Regions from separate parts of the Zea mays genome. Here regions 1 and 3 are each linked to region 2. Evidence: chromatin contacts called from public Hi-C data. All regions are on one chromosome and are shown on one strand. The core of a region is the stretch at or near the end of the contact, and the rest is flanking DNA. Distances in the headings are between cores, read along the strand shown.

The links. Hi-C and Micro-C count contacts between places; a contact is called where the count stands out from the background.
Region 1: a contact with region 2 is called in a Hi-C map of ear, with 2.3 times the contacts expected there. The contact joins the promoter of LOC100285460 here to the promoter of LOC100283188 in region 2. A contact is called at or near these places in 8 of 25 Hi-C or Micro-C datasets (bundle sheath, ear, endosperm and 2 more).
Region 3: a contact with region 2 is called in a Hi-C map of bundle sheath, with 1.8 times the contacts expected there. The contact joins the promoter of LOC100275467 here to the promoter of LOC100283188 in region 2. A contact is called at or near these places in 3 of 25 Hi-C or Micro-C datasets (bundle sheath, ear and tassel).

The regions. Positions count from the first base shown.
Region 1 is chr5:194,617,034-194,619,805 of Zm-B73-REFERENCE-NAM-5.0, reverse strand. LOC100285460 (homeobox-leucine zipper protein ATHB-6) reads left to right here and starts at 1,385. Exons shown (of 2, transcript NM_001158353.2): 1 at 1,385-1,924; 2 at 2,014-2,772. The coding sequence starts at 1,514. The coding sequence ends at 2,310.
Region 2 is chr5:194,367,900-194,370,599 of Zm-B73-REFERENCE-NAM-5.0, reverse strand. It overlaps LOC100283188 (protein kinase APK1A), which reads left to right and starts at 1,261. Exons shown (of 2, transcript NM_001156090.2): 1 at 1,261-1,769; 2 at 1,924-2,700. The coding sequence starts at 1,403. The coding sequence ends at 2,630.
Region 3 is chr5:194,581,282-194,584,047 of Zm-B73-REFERENCE-NAM-5.0, reverse strand. LOC100275467 reads right to left here and starts at 1,412. Exons shown (of 3, transcript XM_020538626.1): 1 at 1,109-1,412. The coding sequence starts at 1,345. MIR166e (microRNA MIR166e) reads right to left here and starts at 1,259; the gene lies at 1,173-1,259.

The sequences.
Region 1 (2,772 bases), core at 136-2,635, 250 kb before region 2:
AATAGAATGTTGGTATTGTTTTGACTAAAATTATATTCTAGATGACAGATATGCATAGACGATTACCACATCTTATGGTGTATACTTCAATCAGTATATAGATATCGAGGCTATAGATTATTATATCTTAGACGGACTTGATAAACTAACAACACGGGATAAGTATATATAAGATGCATGATCAAGTTCACAGTACTAAATGAGCAGGTATTAATATCATTCAGTTGTTAATACCCCTAGTCGTAGTCTTAAGCTTAACAATATCTTTTATGTTCCTAAAGCCACAAATTTTTTTCTTTGAACCAAAAAATACGGTGGGAGAGGATCCCACGGTGCCTAAAATATATTAAAGAAAAGTCACATGATCTTCTCTCTACTATGTATCCACGATTAGTTATACTTTATAATGATAAGATCGGATAAACTTAATTTGGTTTAGGTAAAGATAGAAAGATACGTAACAACCAAATTAAATCTTCATCATCTCTAAATTCATAATTATAAACTAAAGCACGGTAATTACTGCCTCTATGTATAAAATATGTAGGCGTCCACTTAAAAAGCTTGTGGCGCTTCAATATATTTATCCTTGATTTATGGTTGGAAGCGGAGAGAACTCGCTCTCATGGGACACGTAAACACCATGCCGCCGATCGATAAGCTCATATGACTTTCAACGGTCCGGGAGAGGGAGAGGGAGAGAGGAGGAGGAGGAGATGGAGGTGGTGGTGGTGATGAGTTAGGAACCGAACACTGAACAACGACGTGTGCTGGCTCCCTCCATCGACCGACCGAGCTTCGGCTGGACGAAAAACAGCGACCCCTCACCCGGCCAGACGTAGCATGAGTATAGTAGGAGTACGACAGGAGCCTTCCACGCGAGCCACCGCGCTGACGCACCATGACAAATGTCGTGCCACCTCGGCGTCTCGTTCAGGAGAAGCTCCCCGCCGCCGACGTCGACGCTGTCCCGGCCAGCCCCCCACGCCCCACCCCCACCTAGCTAGTATGCCGCGCTACGCATCGCCCCTCTGGAAACCCTCCCACCCGGGGGGCGGGGGGGGCGGGGGGGGGGGGGCATCCGGCCATGCCAACGGAAACTCGCGCACTCCAGCCGCTGCGGGAGCACCACGTGTAAGGGCCGAACCAGTCGCAACTCTCAAGACGGATAACCATTCCGTCCGTGCATGCGGTGATTGATCCGGGCCGGGGGAAGAGGGGCGCGACCGGCCCGCCCGGTGCGCAACACCTGGACGCGGCGCCAAGCCATCGAGGGGCCTACATGTTCTCCGTCGCGGGGAGTGGCGCCACGTGTGCGCGTCGCGCCGGCCAGACCCGTGCGCCGAGCACTGGTATAAAGAGCTACCCCGCCGTGTCCCGAGCGCCAGCCACTCCACTTGCTACTACTACACACAAACACAGCTAGCCGGCGCTGCCAGGTTGGCTTTGGCGAGCAACGACGACGACGACGGCGCTCAGGACTCAGGTGCTTTCGGTTCAGGCGGAGGAGGGCATGGAGCGCGGCGACTGCCAGTTCACGGTGGTGCCGCCGCGGCAGTACGACGAGGCCCAGTTCATGCACCAGCTGATGGTGGCCGGCGACCAGCAGGACCCCGCGGGCGCGGGGCGGGGAGCTGCCGCCGCCGGCGGGGAGAGGAAGCGGCGGTTCACGGAGGAGCAGGTGCGGTCGCTGGAGACGACGTTCCACGCGCGGCGCGCCAAGCTGGAGCCCCGGGAGAAGGCGGAGCTGGCGCGGGAGCTTGGCCTGCAGCCGCGCCAGGTGGCCATCTGGTTCCAGAATAAGCGTGCGCGGTGGCGCTCCAAGCAGCTGGAGCATGACTACGCCGCGCTCAGGGCTCAGTTCGACGCGATGCACGCCCGCGTCGAGTCGCTCAGGCAGGAGAAGATCGCGCTCGCCGCGCAGGTACCAGTCGTCTGCTTGATTCCTGATTTCACAGCTCCATATATACGCCGACGTTCGATCGCTGACGATCCATCGATGTTGGTTTCCAGGTAGACGAGCTGCGGGGGAGGCTGAACGAGCGGCAAGACCAGAGCGGCAGCTGCGAGGTCAACGACGCGGAGGCGGCGGCGGACGACAAGAGGAACAATAGCACCAGCTCCCTCGTGCAGGACGACGGCGCCACGCCGCCGCCGGCTGCAGTAGACGCCTCCGAGGACTCGGCGGCGACCGGCGAGTACTACGACCACGTCGCGTACGAGTACGATGGCCTGCACGACCCCTTCGTCTGCGCCACTCCGGACCTGTGGGATACGTGGCCGCTGCTGGAGTGGAACGCGGTGGCCTGAAACCTCGATCGTGTACTCGTCGTCATGTCTCTGTATCTAGTGCACGTGTGGTGGATTCATGGTGATTCCTTATATAGCTAGCTAGCCCCAACTAGCTACCGAGCCAGTTGATCCGGGGAGGGATCGACGGGTAACAGACGATAGAGAGCTGGGTAATTAGGAATCAGGAGCGACCGGCGGCTGTGGAGGGAAAAGAGGGATCGATCGACAATGTCCGGCCACCGTGCACCTTAGGATCCATGTTCGTGAGAGAGGTGGTTCAGACTTCAGAGCCGAGGCAAATGGTGTCGCACGTGGGTTACGCTTACGCATGCTGTTGCTCTGCACGTATTCCATCGCATGTTCTAGACGCTCCTCTCCGTTCGTCGCCGTCGCCAGTTAGCCCATCTGTCTAGGACGTTCGTCGTCGTAGTACCGGCGCCTAAGGACAACGGCTACGCTCCGAGCGAGGACGACGTCGCC
Region 2 (2,700 bases), core at 12-2,511:
CTGATGCAGTCATGCTACATGTCCCAATCAGAGTAGTTGCCACCGTTCCTCGGGCTCTCGTCCTGGCTCTCCTATTCACAGTTTCGGGCCGTCCGGCAAGCATAAACTCAGCTTGAAAATTTGTACTAGTATATACGCTGCAAGCCTGCAAAGGGCAGACGCGTTTAATTCGTCCAAAGCATGTTCAAGTACCGTGGGGCGCGGGCAGTCATTAGTCAAAAGTCTCAAGTACTCCTCCTGTATCTCCGTTCGGGCAGTCAACATCTGAAGCGCGTCTGCAATTCTGCATACGCTGGGCGCCCTGCTGTTTCTGAATCCTCCTCCATACTCTTCACCAGCAGCAGCAGGACGACAGGTTCTTCAGCTCGCCGTGGCGAATTCCGTGTGTGAATGTGACCTCCACTTCTATATCTACCCTGCAAAACATGTGATGTCGTACGCTTACGAATATGAAACCACTAATCCCCATGCTCCCCAGCTAGCGCTCCTCCAATACGAAGACGAGCTGCGTGATCTGGCTACAGGAATCTCAGTGGGGGCCATGTGGCCCAGCCACACGCGGGCGCAACCACCAGCGCTGTTTATTAATTTTTTTTCACCGCCTGCCTGTGCGTGCCGCGGTAAGCGAGCAGAGCACGCCGGCCCGTTGGAAAAAGTGGGACGCCTGTCACCTGGACACTTCCATTTGGGACGTTACTCGCCATAGGATTCGGATCCACTGGAAAAAAAGTTTATATCTAGCTGCTATGAACATGGCCCATGACCTTGCAGCCAGGAAAGGCCGCTCTGACAGCAGCTGAAAAGGAGCCCTCGAACTGGTGCCGGTGGCACGTCGCACTCCACGGTCGATCCGGTGGCGCCTCTGCCGCTGACGCGGAGGAAAATACTAGCCAAATCAACATTCCGGCACCAGACGGCTGCAGAGCGCATTATTGCTGATATATTTTTACCGGTGAAAAAGGAAAAGCGCATGCCGAGCCAAGGTGCAGGGCGGCAGCCGGCAGGCGCGCGCGACGCTCCGGCGGAATAGAATTGTGGGGGGCGTGCGTGACGACAGCACGCAGATGCATCACGCATCTCAACGGGAGGAGCTGCTCACCCCGTCGCCTTTTGCCCTTTTCTTTATGTGCTCCGCGCGCCACTGATTAGTTGAGGTCCACTAGGCACTAGCTGCGGCCTGCCGCCTGCGGGCGCTGGGCATCCAGTCCCGCCCCCCGCGTCGACGTCGTATATAACGACGGGCGCCAGAAGCCGTTCGGTGATCTGGCCACCCGAGCACGGCCAAAAAGGCGCTCGCCCAGCGCTTCACCAGATAGAGCAACACAGCTCAGCTCAGCTCAGCCTCGGACCAGCAGCCGGCGTGCGGAGCTGCGGTGCGGCGTCGTGCGTGCGCCAGAACAGGATGCTGCCCGCCGGGTGCGGCCTCCTCTCGTGCCTCCGCCTCGACAAGCAGGGCGACGCGGGCCGAACCGACCCCCGCGTCGCGGACGAGCCCGCCGCGTCGCTCGGCAAGGGCAGCGGGTCGTCGGCCAGGCGGTTCGCGTGGGCCGAGATCGAGTCCGTCACGGCGGGCTTCTCCTCCCGCGTCATCGGCCAGGGCGGCTTCAGCACCGTCTACCTGGCCTGCCTCTCCTCCTCCCGCCTCGGCGCCGTCAAGGTGCAGCGCAGCAGCGAGCGCCTCCACCGCGCCTTCCGCCAGGAGCTCCACGTGCTCCTCTCGCTCCGCCACCCGCACATCGTCCGCCTGCTCGGCTACTGCGACGAACGAGGTATATAACAAGACGCGAACCAACCACCGACTGATCAGCTCCACAGCTCCACTGAGCGGGAGCTTCCAAGTCACGTAGATAGATGAGCTAGGAGCTAACACGAGTTTCTTTTCTCTCTCTCTCTCTCCCTCTCTTTCTGCGTGCGTACGTGCAGAGGAAGGCGTGTTGGTCTTTGAGTACGCACCGAACGGCGACCTCCACGAGAGGCTCCACGGCAGCGGCAAGGCGCCGCTCCCGTGGGCGCGCCGCATGGCGGTGGCGTTCCAGGTGGCCATGGCGCTGGAGCACCTCCACGAGAGCCGCGACCCGGCGGTGATCCACGGCGACGTGAAGGCCTCCAACGTGCTGCTGGACGCCAGCCTCGACGCCAAGCTCTGCGACCTGGGCTTCGCGCACGTGGGCTTCTCGGCCGCGCTCCAGCCGCCGGAGGCCAGCGGGGCCAGGGCCAGGGCGTCGTCGGCGCCGCGCGCCGTCGTCATGGGCTCCCCGGGCTACGTGGACCCGCACTTCCTCCGCTCCGGCGTCGCCACCAAGAAGGGCGACGTGTACAGCTTCGGCGTGCTGCTGCTCGAGCTCCTCACGGGGAGGGAGGCCATATGCGCCGACACGGGGCGCCGGCTCGCCGCCGCGGTGGGTCCTACGCTCGGCGAAGGAAGAGTAGCGGAGGCAGTGGACCGGAGGCTCGGAGACGAGTACGACACGCACGAGGCGGCCACCGTGGCGGCGCTTGCGCTGCGGTGCATCGGCGACGGCCCCGGGACGCGGCCCTCCATGGTGGAGGTGGTTCGCGAGCTCCAGGAGAAGACGACCGCGCTGATCTCGGCCGCTGGATGCAAACCTGCCGGCAAGATGGGTTCCTGAGCTGTATTGTCGGCCGAAGAAGACCGTAAATACCATTAGCTTTGTTTAGAGAGAGTAGAAGGTGAAGGTA
Region 3 (2,766 bases), core at 163-2,662, 210 kb before region 2:
GAACTGTAAAAGTTACAGCTAGCTTTGTGTGGCTACTGGCTCCATATGCATGGGACGGACGACAGGATGATCAGTAGCATGTGTCCTGCTTTGATGTATGAGGAAACAAAGGGAAGGAGACAACTGCTCATGAACCTTAGTTTTTGGCCTGGCCTTCCCAAGAAACAAATATGTCGTCGTAGTTGTTAGTAGATGGCAGTGTTTATTTAAATTTGCATCGGGAGTACATACATAAAAATGTCAGGCCAAATGGCGTACGTGAGCAGATTATATTATTCTGAAGAAACAAGTATATACTCCCTCCGTTTCGTTTTAATTGTCGCTGGATAGTGCAAAATTGAACTATATATCCAGCGACAACTAAAAAGAAACGGAGGGAGTATGTCATATATATATAGTTGTATATGTAGTATCTTTAAGCTTTAATTTGCCGTCCTTGCTTTGGAAATTAACTTAACTAGAGGACTAGAAAACACTTGTTCGGCACCGTGATGGTTGATCAATTTATGAGAAAATTAAAAAAACTTTTGATATGTATCTACGAGGTATATATGTTACACTACGCATACTGATGATGGTATATATGACCAACGTTAACTAGATGTGGATTTGACCAACGAATCTCTTGTATGAGATTAAGATGAACTAGAAGAAAGCAGCTATGTCGTCTAAGAGAGAGAAAGCAGATAAAGATGCCATCGTACGGATCACAAGAGAAGATACGAAGATCCTTCATGTTGAAAGGGGGTAGAGAGAACTAGAGATGATACACAAACTCTTAGAGAAAGTGAGAAATAAAGTGGGGGCAGAAGAAAAAGACCGCAACTACAAGGGAGATGCAGATGCCAATTAAGCCGGCCGTAGTTTAAACGAAGAAAAGCAAGCATGCCTGTGTGTTCTTTTGAGTCAAGAATCCTTATGATTGCACCAATCTGCTGCATGCCGACCGCACGAAACCCAACACATAGCAAACATTCGCCGAGATAATCATATCCTAATCATGCATGATTCTAGCTGCGGAGGCACAATCTAGGCCGAAGAAGCAAGGTCAAACGAGCGAAGAGAGAGAATCGCTACACATCTCGATGATATGCCCAAGGAAACTCACGGCAAGAACAGGAGGGGGAATCGACGGACGTACGAGCGCGGAACAGCCCGGGAGCTCCACTTGAGGGGAATGAAGCCTGGTCCGAGATCGACAAGAACCTAGACCGATGAGATCTGTATGTTTCTGCACCTCGAGCCAGACAACATTCCCCTCAAAGTAAGAAAGCTTCCTCCTTTCTTCCCCGATCTGCTGCATGAGATTCCGGATCCGGCCTTCCTCCTGTTCTTTCCCCCACATGACTCGGCTGCCAAACGCCAGAGGCTAGAGCTGGCGAGGACGACGCTCCATTGGTATCTATAAAGGAGGGTGGGGGGGGGGGGGGGGGGGGGGGGGGGGGGGGGGGGGGGAGAGAGAGAGAGAGAGAGGGGAGGAGGAGGAGAGAAGAGGGGTAGCGAGCGCTATCATCATCAGTGAAATCATTGCATTTAGGGCGTCATCAGAATTGGGGAAGAGAGGGACAAAGGATCAGCAAAACCAGCAAAAATGACGTGGCCTTTTACGATCAACGTGATAAAAAGCCTGGCCCAACTTTATGTTTACAGTTAGCAATATCGAACTTAACAAATGATGGCCCCGGATAGTACGTTGGTGAAAAATCAAGCTTGGCTCTGATCCAGCCGGCCGAAGAATTAAGTATGTTGGGCTGAGTTCGATAATGTGACTCATGTTCCAATATATACAGTGTACTGTGACTGTGAACACATTACTCCAAGAGTGTCCACTGCATTAAATTTTAGCTCACATAACTAGTTTATTATGTCTACAACAAGAAAATTCGTAAACCGATTATATTGTTTGGTTTTGTGATTTGTTTGTGGTAACAGAATTTGACATCAGTTCTATAATTTTTCATAGTCTCTGGTCTCTACTTACCATCTCTTGTTAGGCATGCGTCCATAGCATGAGTAGGGATGAATTTAGATCGGATTCACACGGACACGAATTTGAATACCATTATTCACCCCTACTTAATTCGAATTCAAATACGATTACAGAGATGTTGTAAGAAACTAATGTAAAGTAGATATCTCAAATTTAGATATCTACTTGATTTAAAGATAACATATATCTATCTGCTTATCTATAGTTAGCTAGTGTAATGAAATTGGTATGAACGATGAGATTTAGAATATAGCTATATAACACCGTGGAAAAATACAACTATAAAAAATAAAAATATTTTAATCATTATTTCAATAATTAAATTTATAAATATAAGAAAACTATAGATAATATATATTAGTTACTAAATTCCAATAATTCAAGAATATATAAATAAATACCACTAACATGATTATCCATATTCGAATTAACTAAATTTAAAATTTATGTATATTTATTATATAAAGATTACATTAACCATAAATAACTTATATATATATATATATATCGTTTGTTATATTAAAATTATTTTTTATTCACATGGTTAATCTGTAAAAAATTTACTGTTTAGATAGTTTTAAATAAATTGTACTTCTCAAATATGGATAATATCATATATTTTACATGTTTATTATTAGGGGCGTATAATCGATACCGGATCAGATATGGACATATATTACTCGTTTCATATTTGTTTTCATGGTTTCTCTTCGGATTCATATCAGATACAGATATTATGAAGTTGTGTCGGGTAAAATTTGGATGGATATCGACCA